Linked DNA regions of Arachis hypogaea: region 2 is linked to region 1. Evidence: chromatin contacts called from public Hi-C data. All regions are on one chromosome and are shown on one strand. Each heading gives the region's core, a stretch centred on a gene start, on an enhancer-like site or on the middle of the called end of the contact. The rest is flanking DNA. Distances are from core to core; before and after follow the strand shown. Region 1 has its middle 15 kb from the start of LOC112709872. Region 2 holds the start of LOC112709876 (putative disease resistance protein RGA3).

Region 1 (6,401 bases), core at 1,834-4,333:
CTTCTAAATTCATACGATTAGTATGATAATACTCACTTGAGAACCATGTGTTTGTATAACAAATACTGTATTGTAGTATAAACCCCTATATGTTACATATGTTTTCTTTTATTATTATAAAATTATGTCGAAAATATTTTAAATTTCCAGCCCATCCATATTTGACACCTTGCACAAAAATTGTGGACGATGGAGATTGGAAAATTTTTTGTTTACAATGTATGAAAATTGAAGATGTCTAAATTTTAAATAAATTGATGAATGAATTTTTGTACTGTGAGTTTTTTTTGAATCATTGGGTTTGATCTTGAGCTTTTCCATCATAGCTTGTTAACCTAAGAAATTAGGGGTGTCCGCGGATCGGATCGGATCGGATCGGATATGGCCAAAAATTCGATCCGATCCGCACTAAAATCATCGGATCGGATCGGATCTAATATCCGCAGTTTTTAAGGTTGGATCCGATCCGATCCGATCCGCACATTTGCGGATCGGATCGGATATCGGATATATCCGCAAAACACAAAAATATTTTTAAAAGTTTATTTTTATTAAAAAAATATCAATAAAATTTATTTTTTCTATTCTTTTAAATATGTTTACTCTTAAAATAATATTAAACATACTTTTCTTGAATAATAAATTAAAATAATTTAACATATATGATAATTATTAGTTGAAATAAAACATAAAAAGAATATTTTACTTATTTATTTCTTTATTTTTGCGGATACGCGGATATACGGATCGGATATGCGGATACCAACACAAAATCCGCAATCCGATCCGATTAGTGTGCGGATCCGATCCGATCCGATCCGAAAGCCTTGCGGATCGGATCCATATCCGCAATTTTCGGATCGGATTCGGATAAACACTGCGGATATGCGGATCGGATCCGATCCATAGACACCCCTATAAGAAATAATGGGTATGGATTGATCATAATTTGATCTTGAAGATGTAAAATTTATAAATTTTTTCTTTCTTTTCATGAGTTTCCTATTTTTAATTGGTTCATTTATTTCGAATTTTATCATATGTTGCATTTGCTTGTTTTGAATCTTTTCCTTATCTGTATGCTTTGATTGATTGTATTTGAATATTTCATTTTGTTATGGTTGTTGATGTTTAGAAATAAAAAATTTCAAGTGATACTATTTTTTTATATATGCTAGCTTCGTTTTGGATGCAACATCTATGTCCTTTTCCTAATCTATTCTCAATTATTTGTAATACTCTCATTATTTTTGACCTTTTTAGAGTCTTGATAATGATGTTGATGAGGAATGGTTATGGAATAAGGAGTATGGTGAAACTTTTTCGGTGATTTCAACATTTGCTTATGCCCTAAAGTCTCTTATGCTATGATGATATTGTTCTGCTAGACTTTGTTTTGTTTTGTTCGCTTTCTAGTTTTGTTGAAAAAAAAATCTATATTCTATCTAACATTGTCACATTTTGTAGTATGATTGTTGAGCATGGTGCATACAGAGGACTAGAAATTATAACTTGCGAGAAATAGTTCTTCTAAGACTCTTTCATTTCTTTTATTTAAGTAATGGTAATCGTTAAGTTTGGGAACGTTAGGTGTTCTTCTTGGGATGGTTTGTGTTGAAGTATGCGCTATAATCGTGCCGCGTAATTTTATTTATCGTTCATTCCGCTATATTTCATATCGGGAGTTCCTTGTTTTAATTCTTGTTGAAATGAAATTTGATTATTTTGTTTCATATCCTACATCTTATGCATATCTCGATCTTATCGTGCTTTTGGCTATCCCATAGATTCTCTACAACATAGGTGTTGACGTTGCATTCCTTTACGTGAATTATGTAACTCCTTGATGTAATCTAAACTTGCTTTACTATGATACATCATATCTTTTAGTATTCTCGAATTCTTATTCCAGATCTTCTTTGAAAAAGTTTTTGATTTGATTCTTTTCTTGCCTTATTGTGTTCCTAATCATTCACTTAAATCTTTCAAACAAAAAAAAATTGCCATTGACTTTAGTTATCTTCTTTTGGTAAACTTTGTACTTCTTTGATTCCACTTAAAATTGTTTTGACCTAATGCACTATCTTTTCTTTTATTGTTTCTATCAAAATTTCTTGATTCATATTTTTTCGTTAAGATTTAATTGACTCTCTTTCTGGGACACTTCATTGTTTCTGTACATCATTGCTTAATTGTAGTCTTAAGCATCCTTCCACGTTCATACGAACACCATCTGCGAGGTTTGCTCTTCTCTTTCTAAGTTTTGAATCCTTTTGAGTAAACTCGTGCTTGTTTCGGTGTCACGTGCGCCTCCCAGATAGCAAACGAGTTCATTAGCACACAGCTTATCAATGCTAAAGTTTGAACGTCGTAATTCTAAGACATGACGTAAGACCGGTTGCTTCCATGGATATATACTACAGAACCAAGGAGAGTATGAAGTAAGATTGTATTTTGAGGAGAATGACGAACGAAGTGAAGAGTGCTATGTACATCTGAGCTATCAAGAAAATGTGAGTCGGTGAATGTCAACCGCATCATTTTTTAACAGAAACCTATCTTGTAACTTTTGTACCTCCTTATACTTCTTTCTCATGTTTGGTAAAGTACTAAAACCATGTAAAGTCTTGCAGATTATATCAATTTTCGAGGGCGAAAATTTTTATAAGGAGGGTAGAATGTAAAATTCCTATAATACCCTTACTCATTTTTTTCCCAAACCAAACTTTAACCCTAACTTCCTAAATTACCAACACACACCCACTCCCCCAAATCAGAGAAGAGAAGCAAAGAGAGTGAGGATCGAGAAAGAAAAGAGAGGAGAGGGTGCAAACCAGAGAAGAGAGGAGAAGGGGGAGATCGCGCCAGCAGGAGTCGCTGCCGCTCACCGCGCCGTTGCTGATGATGGAGGACCGATGAGAGACTGTCGCGGAGAAGGGGGAGCTCGCACGAGTGAGGAGCGCCGCCATCGCCGCCAGCCTTGTCGCGCTAGTCCTTGTTGCCGTCGGGTCACCTTGCCATCGCGGGATAGAGGAGATGCGTGAGCTGAAGGGAGCTGGTATGCCTCTGCTGTTGCTGCAGGCTGCACCACCGCGCCTTTGGTCGCCGGGAACCGAGCTGACATCACCGGAAGCCACAGCTGAAAACTCTACATGTTTGCCCTAGCTCCGCTTTATTTATGCCGGTTTGTCCTTGCCGGTGGGGATCACCAGAACTGCTGATGCTCCATCCTCTTGTTTCTTTTGGTAAGACTACTCTTGTTCTGCCCTGTCTTGCCATAAAGCTCTATTATTCACTTTGTCCTATCCTGCTTGATGTCCTTGTCTGCCTTTGCTCAATTTTAAACCAGCGTGGGCTATTGGATTCGCTGTTGCCCCTTGCTACTAGGGCTGTTGTTGATGTTACTGCAATGAGAATTGAAGTTATTGCTACTACCCGAATCCAAATTCTGCGCAGTTTCGTACCTTTTAATTCGACACTCTGGGTTTGGTCTCTTTGGTCCGTTAGGACCATGCTGTGAGTAGGCTTTACATTTATAATCGTTAAGCTTTTGGTTTAAGCTAATATGAGTTTTTAATTATATTTATAAAACTATTATTGAATAATTTTGATTTGATTAGGATAATTGATTTATTATAGCTAAATAATTATTTTTATAAAATTTATAAAATTTTAAATGAGACTATATATAAATTTGATAAAGTTTTATATTAATTTAGAATATTGATTTTATTCGAATATATACTTTTGAAATATTGAAGTATTTGTTGGCACTCACTTTTAAATTATGAAATATGTTTTTATGATTGAAAAAATATGATTTGAAAATATTTCTGATAAGAAAGTATTATCTGATTGATTTGATTCGATACCTATATTTCAGAGATTAAAGATTTATTGTATTTGAAACTATATGTTTTGAATTGGTTTGGGAGGCTCGTATTAGAAAACCTTAGTTAACGGTGGTTATGACGTTAACTTAGATGCATCTGAGTCAGATTCCAGCTAGCAGAGGTGTTGCTAGCCTAACGTGCGTGTAGGCCACACATTAGATCTGTTATTTTGTTAGGACACATAAGAGGAAAGGGCTACCCATAGAGGTGGAGCCGCCCATGTGTGGACTTTTGATTTGATTTCTCTATGAGAACTCCCTTATTGATTCACCTATCATTATCAACTATTACTTTCTAATTAATATTACTTTGATAATAATATTATATGGTCTCATGTGGATTATAGATGTATTGTCTAGTCACTGAGTTGCAAAACTCACCCCGTTTTCTAAAAATATTTTTCAGGAACAAATATTTGACTATGTGAAACTTTCTATTCAAGAGTAACGGTCTGCAATGAGTACCTATTCTTTGTCGATTTCCTAGAAGTATATGCTCCATATGTCACAAGCAGGATCTAACCATTCTTAGTGATTTTAATTTTTTTGTTAAAAATATATAATTATTTATTTTAGAACTTGTAAAATATTTGTAACTTGCTTATTCAATTTATATTTGAGTATGTTAGGCTTGCTATAGGATTATTTTCCTGAGCGCCGGTCATGACTCATTTTGGGTTGTGACAAGCTCGAACTCGACTCATTAATAGCTCGATAAGCTGAACTCGTGAGCTGGTGAACCAAGCTTGAGCTTGGATTTGAGCTCATAAATTAAATCAGTCGAGCTTGAGTTTGAATAAGCTCAACTCATTAGCTCGTAAGCTGGCTCGATTATATATATAATATTAAAAGTATAGATTAAATGTATATAGAATATGCGTATTAATAATATATATATATATATAATTTTACATATATTAATGTTCTTAATTGTTTAAAATTTTATAGTAATTTTTTATATATAATTTTGATGTGGGACATAAATAAAAAATTTATAATTGATAGATAGATAATATATTAAATTTATTTTTTAATATATATAAGTTATAATTTATTGATATAGAATTATAGATTATGTTCCTATTATTTGAGCCAGCTCGTGAGCTCGAGCTAGCTCGTGAGCTTTCGTTCGAGCTTGAGCTTACGAAATAGGCTTAATTGTTAATGAGTCGAGCCGTGAGCCAAGCTTAATTTTTGTGAGCCGAGTTTGAGTTTGGTCTAGCTTAGCTCAACTCGGCTTACTTCCAGCCTTACTAACATCTTTTTGGTTCTGATTTTCTCGAGTTCTATCATTAAATAATTTCGGTTCATTTTTTAGTTTATTTCGATTTATTTGTGAAATAATTTCAATTCATTTATGTGTTAATTGAGGTTAATTGATGTTGCTGATAATTATTATATATCATTAATCACAAATATTACGAAAAAGCACTTACCATACGTGGAGGATATGCTTCAATTCTCTCTATAAATTAGACTTCTCACTAGGCTCACATTGTTCATACATGCATAGATACACTAGAAGAGTAAGAGAGATACAGTGTATTAACGAAAAAGTTCCTGAATTTTTCATTTTTTGGTTTACTATCCACCAACTCTCTTATGTGCTATCATATATTCTTTTTTTTTTCAAATGAACATTAATTAAACTAAAAAATGAATCGACATTACTTAAAGAATAAAAAATTTGTCAATACTTATCAGCAGTATCGAATGAACCTCAATTAGCACACACACGAATTGAAATTAGTTCCAATTTGAACAAACAGTCAAAAAGAGTCAATTATTAACAAAAACACATCAAATTCATTTCTATATCCAAATAAATATCAATTAAACTAAGAAATAAAGCAAAATTACTTAAGGAATAAAAAATGTAGTCAATACTTCTCAGTAGAATCAAGAGAATCTTAATTAACACACAATGAAGTGAAACAAATTAAGAAATAAACCAAAATAATTTAATGATAGCAGCAGAAAAAATCAGAACCAATATAAATGTTTGCAAAATATTAGTGTTATTGGTGATGACGATAACGAAAAAAAAAGAAGAAAAAGAAGAAGACGCTACATTAAAAAAGAAGAAGCGTGTGTGAATTTGGAAGAAGAAGACGAAGAAAGAAGAAGAGAAGAAGAAGGAATGAAAAAAAACTGTGTGCGCGAATTTGGATGAAGAAGAAAAAGAATAAGTAGAAAGAGGAGAAGAAAACGAAAAAGGAGAAGAAAACGAGGAAGAAGAAGGAGAAGCAAAAAGAAACGCGTAATTTAAAAAGTTGTTATAAAAGCTTGTTAGACTTGGTTAAGTATTTTGCTTGGATGCAAAATTTTATTCTTTCTATTATAAGTTGAAAATTTACTAAATATTAAAATTAATATCATTAAATTTATAATAAATTAGAACAACTTATAATGTTGGAAAGAGTTTTGAACAAAAATTATTTATGTAATTGAATAAAAGTTAAATTATACAGTTAGTCCTTATATTTTCAGTAAAATTATAAATTGGTCC
Region 2 (5,876 bases), core at 694-3,193, 50 kb before region 1:
TGGCTTAATTTGTGAGCGTCAGGAAACATACCAGTTAGAGAATCACATTCATGAATGACAAGATGTCGGAGATTTTGCATCCTAGTCAAGTGTTTCGGTAGACGGCGAAGCTTAGACAACCGTGTTAGTTTCAAGATTTCCAATCTGCGCAAATTGCAAATACTAGCAGGCAAGCTCTTTATATCCAAACGACGAAGTTCCAAATACCTCAAGCAAGTTAAACTCCCTAAAGATGGTGTCTTTCTATCATTTATGCACAAAACCCTAAGAGAATGATTTGTCGGAATCAACGTAGAACTGAAGGGAAATTCATGTGAATTCAGTTGATACAATGTCCGCAAGGATTCAGCTTTCTCAAAGGCTCTCTCCTTAAATTGTTTCTTATCAATGCGGTGAAAAAGAATATGACGGGAATTTCTTAAAGAATCGTTAAGGTTTTGTTTCTCCAAGCATATACACTCTTGCTCTGAAATTGATTGAGCAAGATCATGGACTAAATCATGCATCTTGAAATAAATCTTGCCAGAAGAATCATCACTCCTCACATCTTGGAACAATGATTTTTGGTATAATTCATTCCAAACCATGTTGCCAACCTCTTCTACCTCCAAGTTCGGCCGGGATGAAATAAATCCATTACCCATCCAAAGATAAATCAATTCTTGCTTCATGATTTCTGCATCTTTGGGAAATATGGCACAGAAAGCAAAACACTGCTTTAGAGTTGGCGTTAAAGAAGAGTAGCTTAATCTCAAGACACGCATAATATCATTCTCATCTGGTAAACTCCAAAGCTTACTTTTCTGAACTTCAAGCCATTCCATTTCCGTGCTTCTGGATTGCATCAAACCTCCTAATGCCAGTGCTGCAAGAGGTGATCCTCCGCATTTCTTGACGATCTCCTTCCCTATTGCAACAAGCTCTGCACGCTCTTCTTTGTCAGCTCCAAATGCGCGCAGTTTAAACAACGACCAACAATCATCATCAGATAGACGGTCCAAATGATGAGCTTGGCATGTTCCCATAATTGTTGCAACTTGTTTATCGCGAGTGGATACTAAAATGGATGAGCCTTTAGATCCACAAGACAATACGGAGTTTAACTTATCCCACTTGTCTTGGGTTAATCCCAATTCCATTTCTTGGCTTCTTTTCCAGACATCATCTAAAACCAATAAATACTTTTTACTTTGTAGCAATTCTTTTACTTTGACCTCCATTACTTCTATATCCATGACCTCAGACTTATCCTTTTTGGTAACTTCTAAAATGGAACGCAAAATACTCTTGATAGTGAAATTCTCAGAAACACACACCCAAATCTTCAAATCAAAGTTGTTACCTATGTCAGGATCGTTGTAAACCAGCTGAACAAGTGTTGTTTTCCCAAGACCACCTAAGCCAACAATGGGATAGACGGAAAGGAACTCAGACATTCGTGATGGGCTAAGAAGAAATTCCACAACTTGCTTTTTATCTTCATCTCTCCCGTACACTTGAGGAAGGGCGATAGTTGAGCTTGTTTGGCGCCATTCATCTACTGGCCTTCCCCTCACACCTTGTCTCAGATCAAAGTTGCTCCTAGCTTGAGCAATTCCATTCAGCCTCCCTATTATCTCATTCAACTTGTGCCGAAGATGACACTGATGGATCATGTTCTTTGGATTCAAAGATGATAAGCACCCAAGTTGAGAGAATTCAGTAGGCAACTGATCAAGGATATCATCCAGCACGTACATTGCATCTTTAAGCTGCTGCAGCCACACCTTCAGAGGACGATTTGACCACTGTTTCTCCTCAGCATCATCAAGAACAGCTTTGATTAGTTCTAAAGTCCGTGATAGCTCTTCAGCCTTTTCCTTGATTCCAAAGAAGGCTGCAAATTCTCTCAGGATCAAAGGGGTCAATTTCTCCAGCACAACTCCAAGCAAGGCCTCGGCCATTTTCAGAAATGCAACAGTCGAAGAAAGGGAAACAAATGAATTGTGAATAGGAACTGTCTTGTAATGCAAAATGGTTTCGGTGTTGAAAAAAACTCCAAGAAAAGTGAGTGGACCATCTTTTAATTTCTACCATTATTCTTAACAGATATTTTCACAATACTTGCCTACAATTATTGTCCTCGTGCCCAGACAAAAGAAAGAAATTATTGTCCTTGTGTTGTTACTTTAATTTGTCTCAAATCAATAATTTTCATTCACAGTATTTTGATATCTTTTTCTTTTAGCCATATGAACATTTCAATTATTGAGTATTAGAGTTGTAACTTGCAATTCAGTAATCCTCGTCAGGTTTTGTTTGATACGATTAACTAAAAATCGATAAGAATTGAACTTTTTAGGCTGAATTAGAATTGAAGTTTTTGTTGTATTTCATATTAGCACGTACTTATGTAAGAGTGCAAAATTAGATCAAGTTAACTCATAAGTAACTAATTTTGAATCAGGTAAAGATTATATATAGACAGATAAAAAGAAAACATCAAACTATGTTAGAAAAACAAATGCAGCCTGTTCTTTGTAGCTTATATATCAGTGAGACAGTAACCATGATCAACATTCTTATGTTGTGAGTTCTTTGACCCGCAATACATATGCTGTAATGCAAATAAAATGCAGTCAGCGTTGAAAGAAAACTCCAAGAAAAAATAAGGGTAGATACTTAGGTGTAGTCAATTTCATGTGAAGTTGATAATTGAGAACCGTTAAATAAAAATTTAGTCAAATCATTTAACGACTCTCAGCTATCAACTTCACATGAAATTAACTGTACCTGAGTTTTCACTAAAAATAAGTTGACCATCTTTTCTACCATTTATTCACGTGCTTTTATTCAATGAGATTCCTCATTCCACAATAATTGCTTTCAATTATTGTCCTGCTGCCCAGTCAAAAGAAAGAAATGATTGCTTGTTGCTTTGTGCTTGTCTTTTTGGATTACTTTAATTTACTGAAAAATTAGTGTGTCTCAAATCAATAATTTTCAGAGTGTATTGATAACGTTTGGAGGTCCCACGCACTCAAATTGGCACAAAAACAAAACACTTCAATTATTGAATACTAGAGAATTGCAATTAAGTAACGTTCATGAACTTTTGTTTGATGCGGATTAACTATAACTCAATAAGAATTGAAATTCTGAATTAGAATGAATTTCAGTTCCATTTTATATTAATACTGGAGTTATGTAAGAAGTGCAAAATTAGGTGAAGTTAATTTGTATGTAACTAATTTTAGGTTCCAATTTGAGAGATATGTTGGTTTGTAAGAAACTGAGAATTTGGATAAGAGAAAAGAGAGAGAGAATTGGATCAGAACTGAATTGCGGCAAAAGATCAGCAATTGAATTCTTAATCTTCCTTTTTATATTCATATTAGGTGAGCCTCCAGCTAAGACCAACTTGTATAACTGCTTCAACTGAACCAAACTACCACCAACTAACTAACAACTCTCTCTTAATAACAGTTTCTTTTCATCTCTTCTCTTTCATTGATTGCTCTTTCCTTGACACTGAATACTTTAAGTGAGTGAAAATTTTGGAATACTGTAAACTTGAAATGTGCAAGGAGTTGAGACAGAATAAAAAGAGTCCATCTTTGGTCACATTGATTTTGTCCTTCATGTCCTTCTACTAATATTGAAAAATAACTTGACTACTATTATGCAAATACACAACATAAAGAAAAGAAAAAGAAATCAGTAAGGAGTGTATAAACTAAGAGCACAAATATACATGGAGAACATGTGCTATATCAGGAATAGTCTTTATATCTAGATCACAAAGTCTTAAATACCTCAAGTGGCATAAAACTTGGAAGATTTTGTGCATAAAACTAGAAGAAAGAAAGACAAAGATTAGAGATTGGTTTTGCTTTGACCAGTGAAGATGGCTGTAGGAAAGAAATTATTTGTAATGCAAATTGCAAAGTGCAGTCAGTGCTGAAAGAAAACTCCAACGAAATATGTATTTAATGTTATTGAAAATTTTAAAATCTTACCTTCCAAATAAAATCTCATTTTACTATTTTTAAAAAGTACTCTTAAATAGTATGTTAGCAAAATCCTTTTTTTTTTTTTTTACTATGCAGACTAATAAATATTAAAAAGACAATTCTTCATGGATATATTAAAGGAGCAACAACAATGTCTACCATTATTAACCTTTTATAAATACCAAGCGGGGAAAATTTGTTAGTGCATCTCCAATGCTAGTTTTAATTTCATTTCACTTTGGATTATATAAATATATTTGTAAGACTATATATCATAAATGATAATTTAAAACTAAAAGTGAAATTTACTCCTCCAATATTTAGTATTAGTTCAATTAAAATTTTATATATATAATCATTTCCAAGTTCTATATAATATAACCTATTGAAACATAAAATATTTTGATATTATGTAGGGGTGTTGATGACAATTCAAGTGGTTGGAGATGAGAGGTGTGAAGATGTTTGGTATGACCAAAGTTGCAAAGATGGAAACCCCCTATTATTGTTATCGTAGAATGTCTCACCAAATATGGTTTCATAGCCCGTGCAGATTGCAGAGATTCCTTTTGTACATACACCCATAAATGCTTGTCCTTTTAATTATTGAGAAGAAACTCAATATTTGAATTGTATTATAAGATGAGCGTGATTATAAAGCATAGTTGTCAGAACCGAACCGGTGATCGAACCGATTAAGTTATTGGGTTATTGGATCATTGGTTCAACTAGTGGGTTACTGATTGAACCGATTAATCCGATCCTATGTAAATAAAAAATAAAAAATAATAAAAAATTTAAAGTTAAAATTTAAAATACATATTTTTACTAACATTTTAAGAATATTCAACTATTCTAAAATAATATGAAACAGAAATAATAAGTATTTTATTAATTTTAATGTATCATAAATATTTTATTTTGTTTTTATATTAAAATAATAATTATTTTCAAAATTTAATAATTTATTAATAAATTTATATCTATTATATTATTATATACTACAAATATTTATTAAAAAATAATATTAATAGATATTATATAATTATGAAAAAAAATAGTGAATTTATAATTATTATTAAATAAAAATATAATTAATTTAAAAATAAATGAGTTTATAACTAAAATTAAAATAAATTAAATAGAAGTAAATATATTTGATAAAAGATATTTATATATATATTAATTTGTAAACATGATAATTAAAACTGTGATAGCCTGGTGGTTGTGACATGTTTTTTTTATTGAGGACAGGGTTAATTTGTAAACATGATAATTAAAACTGTGATAGCCTGGTGGTTGTGACATGTTTTTTCTTATTGAGGACAGGGTTCGAACCCCACTTCACTCATTTTGCAAAATTTTAATTACCAGCGGTTCGGTTGGACCGGTTTACTACGGATTTGACCGGTTTACACCGGTTCTCATCTTTGTGTGGTTTAATTAGCGGACCAAATCGGTTTAGAGTCTGATTCACCGATTTTCCGATTAAACTGGCCGGTCGGATTTTTACAACACTGTTATAAAGTGTGAAAGTGTGAGCTTATTATTTATCACTTATATTCAATTAAATAAAAGGAGAATATTATATATTTAAGTTATTCTCATTCAATTTGTTTTTAACTCTGATATCTTCACAAACATACACTAAATTGAAGAATGATAATAACAAATTAAAATTGAAAGAATAAAGTTTGAGTTTTAGAAATTATGGCTATTCTCATGTTCTTTAAAATTATTTGTTAACTAGGGACGGAGCTAGATGAAAGATTAGAAGAGGGCAAAAAATATTTATATAATAAAATAAGACTAAAATAAAATTTTAAAAATGACTAAACTAAAATTTACATATAATTTATGTGTAAAAAATTAAAATTAGGGGGA

Evidence for each region. Hi-C and Micro-C count contacts between places; a contact is called where the count stands out from the background.
Region 2: a contact with region 1 is called in a Hi-C map of leaf, with 4 times the contacts expected there. The contact joins the promoter of LOC112709876 here to the enhancer-like site in region 1. A contact is called at or near these places in 2 of 8 Hi-C or Micro-C datasets (both in leaf).

The regions. Positions count from the first base shown.
Region 1 is chr9:2,433,118-2,439,518 of arahy.Tifrunner.gnm2.J5K5, reverse strand. No RefSeq gene overlaps it. Among protein-coding and RNA genes, the nearest start is that of LOC112709872, 15 kb to the right of the region's middle. Within about 2 kb of position 3,083, at least 1 of the 3 cell types and tissues checked has open chromatin away from gene starts, as enhancers often do.
Region 2 is chr9:2,482,248-2,488,123 of arahy.Tifrunner.gnm2.J5K5, reverse strand. It overlaps LOC112709876 (putative disease resistance protein RGA3), which reads right to left and starts at 1,943. Exons shown (of 1, transcript XM_025761862.3): 1 at 1-1,943. The coding sequence starts at 1,943.